Regions from separate parts of the Pan troglodytes genome. Here region 2 is linked to region 1. The links are chromatin contacts, called in public HiChIP or PLAC-seq maps. All regions are on one chromosome and are shown on one strand. Each heading gives the region's core, a stretch centred on a gene start, on an enhancer-like site or on the middle of the called end of the contact. The rest is flanking DNA. Distances are from core to core; before and after follow the strand shown. Region 1 holds the start of LIAS (lipoic acid synthetase). Region 2 holds the start of PDS5A (PDS5 cohesin associated factor A).

Region 1 (7,407 bases), core at 2,421-4,920:
GTCTGAAAGATTATATACTGAAGAGTTAAAGGTAAAGGAGTATGGTTTATATATGGCATTGCGTATGTGACATACCTTCATATTTAATTTTATATTCTTTCCAACAAATCATGTATCTAATTTGCAATATAAAACAAACAAAGCCTTGTTTCCAAACTCGTAGGGCAAAAAATCTCTGTTTGCCGGAAAAATGATTCTAAATATATTTCCATTCCTGGTAGTAATGTATCACTTAACATATTTACTCTCTTTGCTATTATTTATATATTTATTAATAATTTTTAAGTTATATAAACGTAGAAACATGGCTTTTGGTGAAGAGGGATAGTTTACACTTTGACAACTTACTGTATGGAGATTTAAATTCCGCAAAGTATTTTTCAGTTTATTGTAATTTTTCCCCATGGGAATCTCTGTCTTTAGCCATGGAGGTAGTCTTAACCTAAGGAAAGCCAAACATAACTATCTATTAACAAATATGCTGCCAAATAATTACACAGCTTTGAAGTTAATTTCTTCTATTACAATTCCTAGTTAATAATTTTTTCTATAACCTTAGAATAACTCTTATAATTTCTGTCATAGGAGTAAGAACACAGAATCAAATTTAGCCTTGCTCAAACCACTTTAGAAAACACCAATAATGGCCGGGTGTGGTGGCTCATGCCTGTAATCCCAGCACTTTGGGAGGCCAAGGTGGGTGGATCACAAGGTCAGGAGTTCGAGACTAGCTTGGCCAATATGGTGAAGCCCTGTCTCTACTAAAAATACAAAAATTAGCTGGGCATGGTGGCAGGCGCCTGTAGTCCCAGCTACTTGGGAGGCTGAGGCAGAAGAATCCCTTGAACCCAGGAGGCGGAGCTTGCAGTGAGCCAAGATTGTGCCACTGCACTCCAACCTGGGTGACAGAGCAAGACTGTCTCAAGAACAAACAACAAAAAAGAAAACACCAATAATGGAGTGTAACAGGGTGCTATACTCACGTCTACCTTTTTTGCAAAGGCAGAGTTACACTATTCTAATAAGAGAATGAGCAAGTTTTCGAATATCTCATCCCTCATGAATGATACTGCCAAAAAGTACTCTACTTGTTTAGACTGAGGAAAGATCACAACTGTGCACTGTCTGCTCTACATTCTAGATTTTATAGTGGTTACTCAATGGAAAAAAGATCTAAAATTTGGAGTGGAGACTGTGTATCCTTGGTTCTCCATGACTTCCATCCACTTGTGATATAGAAGGAGCAGGATTAAGTTATCTTTCAACTCAATCTACCTTCTACATAAAATTCCATCATTCTTTTAAATTAAGGCAAGGTATCCATAGGTCACATGTAAATTGACTAGGAGAAGCACAAGTTAGATCATCAACACCTACTAACCCAGATCTAACAGACTAGTAGCAAAGCAGTAATCTTTACTCTGAAGAAGTTGGATGCTGGGTAGAAAATGGGGAGATGGCAGTGTAACATAGTAAGGGCAAGAGAAAAGAGAAAGATTCCAAAAATTTCATCTGCTTACTTGTTCTATCTAGTTCTGTTATCACATCTTTCTAATGATTTTTAGCTAAATTTAACAAGTCTGATATTAAAAACAGATTCTAGGGCTTGGTTATATCTGAAAATAATGCACAATAAAGGAACGGGACGTTAAAATTATCTCAAATTTTCAATTACCTTTCTCCTTTCTGGCGTTTTAGGTTTCCTTTATATTCATCCCAGGTGCTCCTGTCTGCAAGATCACCAGATACAAAATCTTGAAGGTCTGGTCCATTCTGTAGGAGTTCCTTTTTTTTATCTGGCAAGGAGCTTAATGGTCTGACTGGGCTGCAAAAATATCTCCCAAATACCTAAAGAAAGAGTTAATTATGACGTTTATTTAGTGGAGTCCGTAATAATTTAGTTTTAACCCATCATAACACCTAAACGGAAGGGTAAAGCCAAAAAAGTGATTCAGAAATTATGTCAAACTAGGAGCTCTAGTATTCTAGGGCATTAGAATATAATATAAAAGATGACTGAAGGAACCAAACCTAAAAGAGAGTAAGAGTTGACTGTTTACTACTGAGTTTAGAATAGATTTGGAAATCTGTTTTTTTTTTTTTTTGAGACGGAGTCTTGCTCTGTTGCCCAGGCTGGAGTGCAGTGGCGCAATCTTGGCTCACCACAAGCTCCGCCTCCCGGGTTCACGCCATTCTCCTGCCTCAGCCTCCTGAGTAGCTGGGACTACAGGTGCCCGCCACCACGCCCGGCTAATTTTTTTGTATTTTTAGTAGAGACAGGGTTTCACCATGTTAGCCAGGATGGTCTCGATCTCCTGACCTCAGGTGATCCACCTGCCTCGGCCTCCCAAAGTGCTGGGATTACAGGCGTAAGCTACCGCACCCGGCCCGAAAATCTCTGGAACTAACATATATCAGACTTTCATGTACTCCACCTACCAGGAACTAGATGTTTGTCTTTCAACAAGATTGAACTGCAATAACTGAAGAAGGTGCCACAGTTTAAAACCGTTCTGGTCCTGACTTGAATCAGGGGCGTTTAAAGTGAAGTGTGCAATAAATCTCTCGAGCTTTGAATAAGCATAATTGTTGAAACGTAGGTTAATAATGCCCAGTTGGTTTCAGACAACTGGAAGGGGGAAAACCAAGCCTAACGTTTTTACTTTCTTTTTTTTTTCTTTTTTTTTTTTTTGAGTGGAGTCTCGCTCTGTCGCCCAGGTTGGAGTGCAGTTGCGCGATCTCGGCTCACTGCAACCTCCGCCTCGCGGGTTCAAGCGATTCTCCTGCCTCAGCCTGGCGAGTAGCTGGGACTACAGGCGCGCGCCACCACGCTCAGCTAATTTTTGTATTTTTAATAGAGGCGGGGTTTCACCATGTTGGCCAAGATGAACGTTTTTACTTTCTAGGTTACATTGTTTCTGTGTTTGAACGTGGCAGTCAAGAACATAAGAAATCATGGTATTCGGCTTTTACATCTGAACACAAACGTATGAGATAGCCAAAACACTACAGAATCCACGAGTCTGCACATGTATCTCAAAAGAACCTTCGACAACTCAAAGAGTGCCTGTTAGGGTGTTGCACGATTGCTACTGCACTTCTCAATGTCTGCAGCTGAAGCCTAGCGGACAGGTTTGTGTTCTCTGCGGCTAGAGTGGTGTCTCACACACAGTAAGAGTCCAAGACAGAATAGCTATGTGGGGTGCTCACCGCAATGCTCCATAAATATAGGGTACAAACCACTCTAAGCAGAAAATAAGTCCTCGGTACTGGCCCAGAGAGACTTGCAAACAAACTGATGCCAGAGACTCTATATCATGGGGCTGGCGGGATAATTACATGAGATTACACGAAAAACGTTTAAAACTGCCGTTGGCTAGTAGTAAATGTTCAGTAAATGCACTGGCCTTTATTATTGGGCATGGGCGCTCTGAAAGGATAGGATCCCCCCACCCCACGCCCAAACCCGTTCGCCCTGCCGCTCACCCGGGGCCCCAGGTTGCGGGCTGCATCCCCGCAGCGTAGAGACATTTCCTCTTTAGGACTAGCGCAGTGCAGGGGTTGAGGGATCGCTAACTCCCGGGAAAGGACAGGTCGAAATTACGTCGCTCCATTTATGACAAGCAGCCAAGCTGCTCCACGATTGGCTGCTTTAGCCTTACGTGCGTCGCGCACTGATGACGCAATACGCAGGCCCCTGACGAGATACAAGTACGTAATGACGACAGACGTTCTTTCTTTGCTGCGTCTACTGCGAGGTAAGGATGTTTCTGTGCTCGTGGGGGTACTGGGAATCTCAAGCCATCTGCTCTGGGAAAGGCTGCGGCGCGGCTCCCACTCTCGGAACCTTGTCCTGTTTGTCCCCCAGCTCGGCAAGCGCCATATGAGCCTGGCGGCGCCAGATGAGAATCCTGTTCTGGGCTTTTTGGCCTATTCCCGCCCCTCAGTCTTGCCGGGATGGCACCGCCCGCATAGGACTTCCAGGGTTGGGCTGAGCGGGAGTTCGACTGCTGGGCCTCGTAATTCTCGCTTTGGGGCTGCTCCTTCCAGGCTGGGACACACTGGGGCCGGCTGTCGGTCTCCCGTCCTCCGACATCCTGTCTGGAACTTCCGCCTGGCAGTCTCCGGTAGGAGTGGAGCTCTGTGCGGCGTAGTTTGGTGGAAAAACGGGACTTGCGTCGGCCTCACCCCCAGTGTTTGTGTTTCAGAATGAAGACTATTCTCAGCAATCAGACTGTCGACATTCCAGAAAATGGTATGAGACTTGATGTCTTTACTTACATCTTTACTGCATGTTCCAAGCGTTGTGTGGCCTGACGAGTGTGTTCTCTCTTCTAGTCGACATTACTCTGAAGGGACGCACAGTTATCGTGAAGGGCCCCAGAGGAACCCTGCGGAGGGACTTCAATCACATCAATGTAGAACTCAGCCTTCTTGGAAAGAAAAAAAAGAGGGTGAGGGTTTTTCTTCTGATAATTCAGTTGCTCGTTGGAAGGTGGTTTATAACAGCATCACATTTGGTTGCTTTAACAATTTTCGAATTGAGGTTCAGTGCTTCAGCTTTAAATGTTGCCGTCCGGAATACCAGCCTGTTTAGTGAAATTGAAAAACCAGATTCTGAACACAGCCAGTTATATAAAGCTCAAATGTAATAGTGGTCATCAGTGACACGTCTTAATGGTGTTAGAAGTTTGGTTTATTTTCCTAGTGATTGCTTTGTAAAAATCACAGAAACCGGCAGTAGGTCATTTAAACCTGATGATTTAATTTTCCAGAAGGGAAGTTTGTTGCAGCTTCTACAAAGCTTAACTGTTGGGAGGTTTTATAGGTGGTTGGATTTTTCCAGTTGAAAACCATGTGCTTTGATTAGGGTTAATTCTAGAATCTTAAAGTAATTCGGTAAGTGGTCTGTTGTCTTTTAAGCCTGCATATTTCTGGAAAGAATACATTTTTTGTTCTGTTACAGCTCCGGGTTGACAAATGGTGGGGTAACAGAAAGGAACTGGCTACCGTTCGGACTATTTGTAGTCACGTACAGAACATGATCAAGGGTGTTACACTGGTAAGCAGATGTATCAGACTTCCTTGTTTTGGAAAGGGAGGTTTCTCAAACCTGTGCTTTATACAGCATAAGTGTCTCTTTCAGAGAATGGGTTATGTATTTTATTTGGTGTAATACGCAAGAACTTGGCAAAAATAGGCATCTGTGGGTCTTTAAGCGATAGAGCTGAGAGCAAAGACCAGATGGGTACAACATGTTTGTTTTTTTCTGTTGTTGGGTTTTTTTTTTTTTGTTTAATCAAGACGGGTCTCGCTATTTTGTCCAGGCTGAGCTCAAGTGATCCTCCCACCTTGGCCTCCCATAGTACTGGGATTGCAGGCATGAGCCACCATGCATGGCTAGATGGGTACAACTTTTAAAAAGTAGGCTAATGATGAATTTTCATACCTTCCGAATTTTCTTTTTTTAAGATAGGAAATCTACAGTTGCAGTACTAGTTGGTAGTCAAATCTCACCATCAGGACCCCTTGTTGGGATAGAAAAAGATGTAGTTTCTGAGTTTTCTGTCTGCTGCCGTAATGTATGTCATTATTCTTTCCAACCCACCGTCTCTCCCCTCAAGATAGAAAGTTCATGCTGAAATGGTTTTCTTTGCATTATACCTTCTAGAATGCACCTGATAATGGCACCCTGTACATCTATTATAAATCTGTTAAGATTCCCCCATCTACCCTTGCTCTTAGCCTTAAGTTCCTTGAAGGCAGGGGGCCTGCCTTTGGCTTGGTGGTCTCAATTCCTGCCATGTGCTGTACCTTAGTAACTCAGTAAATGTTAGTCTAATGTCTAAGATCAGGGCTTTGGGGTTCTCATTAAAAGAAGGCAGCATTGTTCATTGAGGGCATAAGAGCTAGTGAAATAAAGCCTCCGCAAGGAGCTTTACAGTCCACTGAATAGACAGAACAATGTTTATAAGGCTTGGTTCAGGTGACAGTTATTAGAAAATCTTGGCAGTGAGTGTTACGTTTTAAAATAAGTATAAGCATCTTAGAAAATTTTAAAACTATTAAAAATATTCCTCAGCATTGCTAATAGCTTGCTTATTTATTTAACATAGGGCTTCCGTTACAAGATGAGGTCTGTGTATGCTCACTTCCCCATCAACGTTGTTATCCAGGAGAATGGGTCTCTTGTTGAAATCCGAAATTTCTTGGGTGAAAAATACATCCGCAGGGTTCGGATGAGACCAGGTATGTGCATGCCCTCAGACAGAATTAAGAAATTTTTCCTTCATTTTTTTTTCCTCCTTTTCCACTCCCAACTTCCATACTTTAGTTGGCTGTTGTTTTGTGTTTGTGCTGAGTAAAACCAGATTTGTTTTAGAATTATCTCTTGATTACACTTAGAACTGTTGGTGCTACTTAAGGGTTTATATCATTATATTGATTACAATTTCAAAAAGTTGATACATTGGAGTAGCTTGCAGTGGTGGTTGTATTTAACTTGGCAAATGAAATCTTTTAAAAAGACTTTAAATTTACAAAAGGTGTATATAATGGTGTGTATTTATGGAGCACAATGTGATGTTTCAACACATGCATATTCTGTGGAATGACTAAATCAGGCTAATTAACACATCCATCACTCCATTTATTTCTTCGTGGTAAGAACCTTTAAAATCTAAAGAGAAAACTACGTGAGTAGTGGTTAATAGCCTAGCTTAAATTTCAGTTCTCACTGTCCACCTTGGGCATGTCATCTCTGCAGCTTAAAATTGCAAACATCTTTGATTAAATGAGTTAAAGTTGAAAAACAACAGTGCATGCGTAATACATAGTAAACACGGTAGCTTTAAAAAAATTTAAAGCTTAGTGCTTTTTATTTGAGGCAGGGTCTTGCTCTGTTGCCCAGGCTGGAGTACAGTGGCGTGATCTCAGCTCATTGCATCCTCCACCTTCGTGCTCAGGTGTTTCTCCCACCTCAGCCTCCCCACTAGCTGGCACTACAGGTGCCTGCCACCACATCCAGCTGATTTTTGATTTTTTGTAGAGACTGTTTCGCCACGTTGCCCAGGCTGATTTCAAGGAATGCTATGGTGCCTGGCCCCAGCTAATTTTTAAATTTTTTGTAGAGGCAGGGTCTTGCTATGTTGTCCAGGCTGGTCTTGAACTTGCAGGCTCAAGCAGTTCTTCCCCCTTGGCCTCTTAAAACATACCTGGCTCGGCCTCTTGATGCATTTTGATTCCATTGGGGTGGGGAGGGGTGGGAAGAAGGGAGATTCTTAGTATCAAAATAATGGCTGTCCAAAAATACTCTGATACTAGCTATGGTCAGCAACATTTAATGAAAACCCATATGTTAAAAATAAACCCCTGCCTCCTGGCTTCAAGCGATTCTCCTGCCTCAGC
Region 2 (7,407 bases), core at 1,871-4,370, 520 kb before region 1:
GAGTCTAATTTTTTGTCTTTTTAATAGAGATGGGGTTTCACCATGCTGGCCAGGCTGGTCTGAAACTCGTGACCTCAAATAGTCTGCCTGCCTCCCCCTCCCAAAGTGCTGGGATTACAGGTGCAAGCCACCGTGCCCAATTCTTCCCTACTTTATTTTCATATACATGTATTATTGTTATTTTGGTCTATTTCTCCCCAAACAAATTAAGGTCCACCAGGAGGGCAGGCCTTCATTTGTGAAACAATTATTTAAAGAGGCCTATAATATAAGGTATTGTTTTGGGCACTGAGCGAGGAAGAAAAGCTTGGTGGAGGTTGGGTGCAGTGGCTCATGCCTGTAATTCCAGCACTTTGGGAGCCCAAGGTGGGTGGATCACCTAAGGTCAAGAGTTCGAGACCAGTCTGGCCAACATGGTAAAACCCTGTCTCTACTAAAAATACAAAAATTAGCCAGGCATGGTGGCGCATGCCTGTAGTCCCAGATCTTGGGAGGCTGACACAGGAGATCTGCTTGAACCCAGGAGGCGTAGGTTGCAGTGTGCCCAGATTGTACCACTGCACTCCAGCCTGGGCAACAGGGCAAGACTTCGTCTCGAAAAAATAAAATAGGCCAGGCGCAGGGGCTCACACCTGTAATCCCAGCACTTTGGGAGGCCGAGGCGGGCAAATCACGAGGTCAGGAATTCGAGATCAGCCTGGCCAATATGGTGAAACCCCATCTCTACTAAAAATATAAAAATAAGCTGGGCGTGGTGGCGTACGCCTGTAGTCCCAGCTACTTGGGAGACTGAGGCAGATGAATCGCTTGAACCTGGGAGGAAGAGGTGAAGTGAACCGAGATCGCACCACTGCACTCAAGCCTGGTGATAGAGTGAGACTCCATGTTAAAAAAAAAAAAAAAAAGAAATCAACCAGTAAGGCCAGGCGCGGTGGCTCAAGCCTGTAATCCCAGCACTTTGGGAGGGTGAGGCGGGCAGATTACCTGAGGTCAGGAGTTTGAGACCAGCCTGACCAACATGGTGAAACCCTGTCTCTGCTAAAAATAACAAAAATTAGCCGGGCATAGTGGCGGGCGCCTGTAATCCCAGCTACTTGGGAGGGTGAGGCAGGAGAATTGCTTGAACCCAGAAGTCAGAGGTTGTAGTGAGCCAAGATCACACCACCACACTCCAGCCTGGGCGACAGAGGGAGACTCTGTCTCAAAAAAAAATTAGCCCGGTATGGTGGCACACACCTGTAGTCCCAACTACTTGGGGGCCTGAGGCACAAAAGTCGCTTGAACCTGGGAGGCAGATGCTGTAGTGAGCCGAGATCATGCCACTGCACTGCAGTCTGGGTGACAAAGTGAGACTTCATCTCAAAAAATAATAAAATAATATAAAAAATAAATAAAATAAAATATATGTACATATACAAAACTCCATTTAATAATGGGCAAGCTACTGAGGAGAATGAAAGATAAAATCATTGTTGTTTAATTAAATGTAACACACAAAGAAATATCAAATTTGGCCGGGCGCGGTGGCTCATGCCTATAATCCCAGCACTCTGGGAGGCCGAGGCGGGCGGATCACTAGCTCAGGAGATCGAGACCATCCTGGCTAACATGGTGAAACCCCGTCTCTACTAAAAATACAAAAAAAAAAAAATTAGCCGGGCGTGGTGGCGGGCGCCTGTAGTCCCAGCTACTCGGAAGACTGAGGCAGGAGAATGGCGTGAACCCGGGAGGCAGAGCTTGCAGTGAGCCGATATCACGCCACTGCACTCCAGCCTGGGCGACAGAGTAAGATTCCGTCTCAAAAGAAAAAAATAAAGAAATATCAAAAGTGACAGGGAGAGCCTAAAAAGAGAGCAGCTTTTGGTCCACTTAATAGTTTGGATGAGGACACTTTTAAATGGATTCTGCCTGGTACTGTAAATGCCCAAGAACAAAGCATTGACTTTTCGGCAGAGTTCTAGCAAATCAGCAACTGTGGAGTGTCAGATTCGCAATGACTGCTCTTGTGTAATACGTCAAAAACAAGTCAGTGAGCTGAAATGCAGTACCTTTACTATTTTTAAGTTGACGTTAAAGGATGTGGGAAAAAAATAGACCAATGGGTACCCATCAAGAATAATTTGAATAAACAATCGAATATCATTTTAAACTATGGTAGTGGTCAGTTTCAAGAGCTGAATGCAATTTCATATTATCGTATCCTTTTTTCAACTTTCTCTTCGGAAATTTTGTGTATGCTCTTGATTTTTTTTAAATAGGTAAGTGTATGTTCTTGCGTTAATTTGTTTCAATTACATACATTAAATTGCTCAAACACTGCTGCGTGCACTGTTTTTACCTGATAGTGGTTTTCCTTTGGATGACAGAAAACGTTAATGCTTGGTAGGTTTAAAACATTTTTAAAAAATGAGCTCTTCCTTATTTACAAGAATCACCCACCCAATTAATAAATGCTTATTTCTGGGTTCCACTCTCAGAGATTTTTATGTTTATGTATATTTTTTATATTTTTTAATGTTTTATTTTATATGTTATATTTTTATATGTTTTATGTTCATATATATTTTTACGTTAAAAAAACATATATTTTTATGTTTTTTAATCTTTGGAGTTGGAAACCTACGTTTTCAGCCAGTACCCAAAGTGACTGTGAGGCCTGGTGGCCCAAAGACCATACCTTGAGAACGACTCGACCCAGTGCTATTTTCATGTTTTGCAGCTTTCAAAATATTAACTTCAGAAATCTAAGGAGGGTGGGCAACTCGGGTGGCTGTCAGAAGACCCGTGAGCCGCTCACGCTGCGCCCCATTGCACAACTTTCCTTGACTTTGCAGATCTCTTCCTGAGGAGGAAATCAGTTCATTTTCACCGAGCAATTAACTACCTCCCAACCAGTTCCCTCTATGTCCCTCAGGATGACCCCCAAAAGTCACCAGCTCATCGCCGCTGCGAAAGATAAAGCGCTGTTTGCCCTGCGTGCCCTCGCAAGGCCGCGGGAACCTGGGCTCGCTTCCCGCCTCCCGGGCTCCTCCTCCTCTCGCCCTCTCCGGTCGGGTCCTCCGGGAGGCGCCCCGCGCGGCAGGTATTGGCGCCAACCGGGTGGCGGCGCTGTCCGCCCTGCGCGCGGCCGCCTCGGGCCCGAGGGAGGCGGATGCACGGCCGGCGGAGGAAGGGGAGGGAGCGAGGAGCGCGCGCTGCTCTCGCGTGCTCTCGCGCCGCTCGCGTGACCGGCCGGTGTGTGCGCGAGGCGCCGGCTCCCGGGGCACGGACGGCCGGGCGCGCGCCTCTGCGAGGGGCGTCCGGGTCCGAGTCGGCGGTCCGGGCCGGCGTGAGGTGCGTGTGGGCGGGCCGCGGGGGTCCCGGACGGACACAAGCGCACACACTCCCGGAGGAGCCTTCGAGGCTGCTCTTCCTCGGCCAGACGGAGAGCGGCACTGTCTCCCCGCCCAGCGCTCACTCGCCCCGCGTCTCCCCCCGCGGCGGCTGCTCCTCCTCGGCACCGCCAGCCCCAGCGCCGCTCCCGGGCGGGCGGGCGGCGGCGGCGGGACCCGCGGAGCCGCTTTGTGTGCAGCCCGACTAGGGGCGGCGGCGCAACCACCTGACAGAGGCCCGGGCGCTCGATGCACCTTCCGCCCGCATGAGGAGGAGGTAAAGGCGGCGGCGGCTCGGCTCCCGCCCTAGGCTGCTGGAGGGAGGGGACGGAAGGGGAGACTGGAGGGGGGGCCGCGGGTCCGAGGCCCGGTGGGGCCGCCCGAGGGTGCCGGGAAGGCCTCGGCGGTGCCGGAGGCGCCAAGCGGCCGGGGGCCAGAGAAGCAGCTGGGGTCCCTCAGCCGAAGTTGAAGGAACAAAATGTGAAGTGCGGAGGCGCGTCAGCCGCTTCCTGGCGTGGGGCTGAGGGTGGAGGGCGGCTTGTTTTCCCCTCCCGCGGGGGTGAGGGAGCGGAACAGGGGAGGGGCGGCAGCGCGGCGGGGACTACCCCGGGTCCGAGGCTTGGCTGGGCAAGGGCGTTTTGTTCCCGGGAGCCGCCGCTGCGCGTGGGTCCGCTGGGTCCCTAGTTTTGCGGCCTAAGCCGAGCCCTATAGGCCTCGGGTCTGGTTTCCCGGAGGGGACTGGCCGGGCGGGACTGGGTAATTCCCCACCGCCGAGCGGGGGCCTTGGGGTCCTTGCCGGCCTCCCGGGGCCGCCAAACTTCGGACCCTGGTGCTCGGGGGTGGATTTCATTGTGAAAGGCGGAATGGGAAACTCCTGGCGCTGTTCGGCGCCTCCCGCGGCCACGGCGGCTGGTGCGGAGGAGCCCCGTGAGCCTGGGGCTGGCAGGGCCGGGTTGGCGGGGCCGGCGGGGTTCGATCCCTGGGAAAGAGCGGGTGGCGAGGCCGCTGCCGGGTCCCCGGCCTCTGGGGAGACAGGGCCTTTTCCAGATTAGAGAGATTTGAAATGAAAAAAGAGGTTACAAAGTCGCCCCTTTCCCGCTGAACTTTGGTTTTCTGACCGATAGAGGCCGGTAGAGGACTGTGAACCAAAAGTTGTCCCCCAGGATGGACTTCACCGCGCAGCCCAAGCCTGCCACTGCCCTCTGTGGCGTCGTGAGTAGCGACGGGAAGATCGCTTACCCTCCGGGGGTAAAAGAGATCACCGACAAGATCACCACGGACGAGATGATCAAACGCCTGAAGGTAAGTGTCTGGACGGATTTTGATGTCTTTGGTAGAAGGCGCTTTCTCCTGTGATACTGCTACCCTGCTCAGTCTGGCCTTTAGAGTTCCAAGTTTTTTAGATCTCTTACCCCCTCTGAAAGGTACTGTTGTATCTCAGATAACATCTTTGAGTTTTGTAGGGATATAACCATTGTGGGAAATTTAAAAGGAGTGTGATTTTTCAAAAACTTAATGGTTTTCAAGCATAAGAATTTGTGTTTTTAGAGTTTTTTCTGGAGGTATTTGATGAGAATACTGTTCAGAGTGGCTTGCAAACTTAGGTGTAGGCAGTAATTTGCCTAAGAAGTTTCCTATTTTCAGCTTCTGAAGGGGATTGATTAAAGCGCAAAGTCCTTTTTAAAAATTTGCATAATTTTCTATATCCAGAAGCTTAAATATGTATATATGGTGGTTAAACTTTGACAGAAGGTACAGACTTTTCATAATTCAGGCTTAAAGTAAGATGATTTAAGTCTATACGTTCAAAGGAGTTTAAGAGTATTATGGCCCTTTTTATGAGGTGTCAGCTAATTTTGTTTAAGCATGGCAGTCCTAAGGTTAAGGTTTTAAATTTCAACCTCATGTTTGTTAGTTTTTTGGTTTCTGTTCCACTGACATAGATTGTGGCCAGAATCTTAACAAATAAGTGATATTCTTCTTGTAGGAACAGCTTGAAGCAGTGGTTCTGAGTCAGGGCAACTTTGACCTCCAGGAGATGTTTGGCAATGCTGGAGACATTTTGGTTGTCTCAATTGGTGCTAGATTGGAGTAGGTAGGGGAAGACCAGAGGCAGTGAGTCCGGCTAGGAAACTGTAAACAGTAGTCTAGGTGAAAGACGTTGAAATCTTCAGGTAGGGCTATGGCATTGGTAATAGTGACTAGGAAATGATTTAACAACTTTTCAGAGTTAGAATCAATCAGAATTGGTGGGAGGTGAGGGAAGCAACATTGTTGACAATGTTTCCACCTTGGGCCACTTGGCCAAATGTATTTTAGGGAATGAGCTTGGCCTCTTGCTCTTGCAGCCCAGTAAATGTACCTAATGTTGCATTTTAATGAGTACAGTATTTAAAATATTCCTGTGGTTTAGTTTTCAGACTCTAATTTGGTTCTGCAATTTGTTGCCTTTTTGGAAGGAATAAGACAACAGTTCCTTTCATTAAAACAAATCTGTGTGCGGCGGCGGGATCTCAGCTCACTGCAACCTCCACTTCCCAGGTTCAAGCTATTCTGCCTCAGCCTCCCAAGTAGCTGGGACTACCAGCGTGTGCCACTACACCCGGCTAAATTTTTTTTTTTTTTTTTTTTTGAGACGGAGTCTTGCTCTGTCACCTAGGCTGGAGTGCAGTGGCGTGATCTCGGCCCACTGCAACCTCCACCTCCCGGGTTCAAGCAATTCTGCCTCAGCCTCTCTAGTAGCTGGGATTACAGGTGCCTGCCACCACGCCCAGCTAATTTTTGTATTTTTAGTAGAGATGGGATTTCACTATGTTGGTCACTTTGGTCTCGAACTCCTGACTTCGAATGATCTGCCTGCATCGGCCTCCCAATATGCTGGGATTACAGGTGTGAGCCACTGCTCCCAGCCCCTTTCATTAAAACAAATCTTGGGCCCGGTGCGGTGGCTCCAGCCTGTAATCCCAGCACTTCGGGAGGCCGAGGCAGGCAAATCACCCGAGGTCTGGAGTTCTACTAAAAATACAAAATTAGCTGGGCGTGGTGGCGCATACCTGTAATCCTAGCTACTGGGAGGCTGAGGCAAGAGAATCGCTTGAACCCGGGAGGCAGAAGTTTTGATGAGCGGAGATCGCGCCATTGCACTCCAGCCTGGGCAACAGGAGTGAAACTTCATCTCAAAAAAGTAAAATAAAATAAATAAAGCAAATCTTGATACTAAAGATTATACATGAATTGAGCTGCTTGATTGATGCTTCTAAAAGTTACACTGTTTTGGGAGTGAGAAATTATGAAATATAAAACTGTTAAACAATTGATGGATCGTTAATATTTATTGTTTTCAAATTAAGAATATTCAAACCTTGAATTCTAATGTTGGATAATTTGGTTAAAAAATGGAAAGTTGATGTGTTAGAACACGCTCTGTTGACATGACTCATGGAACCTGTGAAGAAGCTGGTCTCATAGTACTAAGTGGTGGTATAGGAGCAGCTTGGGGATAGCACCTGGCATATTGGAATGGATGAGGTCTGGCACCCTGAGCAGTCCAGCGAGGACTTGGTCTCAGTAGAGCAGTTTGGCTAGGAGGAGAGTATGCAGCACGGTTTTTATTTATTTTTGAGACAGAGTCTCGCTCTGTCGCCCAGGCTGGAGTGGGTGCGATCTCGGCTCACTGCAAGCTCCGCCTCCCGGGTTCACGCCATTCTCCTGCCTCAGCCTCCCGAGTAGCTGGGACCACAGGCGCCCGCCATCATGCCCGGCTAATTTTTTGTATTTTTTTAGTAGAGACGGGGTTTCACCGTGTTAGCCAGGATGGTCTCGATCTCCTGACCTCGTGATCTGCCCCTCTTGGCCTCCCAAAGTGCTGGGATTACAGGCGTGAGCCACCGCGCCCGGTCTTGCAGCACGGTTCTGAGTCTGTGGAATAGCTGCCATGAAGTAACCTGAAGGAGGTGCTGGCTGGTAGGGGTTGATTACATGGTTGGGCACAGCTCGTACACTTGCCATTCTCTGCATATGCTGGTTAGTGAAGTGA

The links. HiChIP or PLAC-seq counts read pairs in DNA pulled down with a chosen protein or histone mark.
Region 2: an H3K4me3 HiChIP or PLAC-seq map of stem cell-derived excitatory neurons shows a contact between it and region 1, with 5 times the contacts expected there. The contact joins the promoter of PDS5A here to the promoter of LIAS in region 1. A contact is called at or near these places in 1 of 7 Hi-C or Micro-C datasets (stem cell-derived neural progenitor cells) and 1 of 1 datasets of contacts at active chromatin or transcription factors (stem cell-derived excitatory neurons).

The regions. Positions count from the first base shown.
Region 1 is chr3:39,783,682-39,791,088 of NHGRI_mPanTro3-v2.0_pri, reverse strand. It overlaps LIAS (lipoic acid synthetase), which reads right to left and starts at 3,670. Exons shown (of 11, transcript XM_526552.5): 1 at 3,487-3,670; 2 at 1,676-1,848; 3 at 349-442. The coding sequence starts at 3,531. RPL9 (ribosomal protein L9) reads left to right here and starts at 3,688. Exons shown (of 8, transcript XM_024356069.3): 1 at 3,688-3,758; 2 at 4,209-4,255; 3 at 4,339-4,454; 4 at 4,967-5,062; 5 at 6,117-6,249. The coding sequence starts at 4,210.
Region 2 is chr3:40,300,297-40,307,703 of NHGRI_mPanTro3-v2.0_pri, reverse strand. PDS5A (PDS5 cohesin associated factor A) reads left to right here and starts at 3,120. Exons shown (of 33, transcript XM_526554.8): 1 at 3,120-3,648; 2 at 4,496-4,673. The coding sequence starts at 4,536. It also overlaps the pseudogene LOC134809848.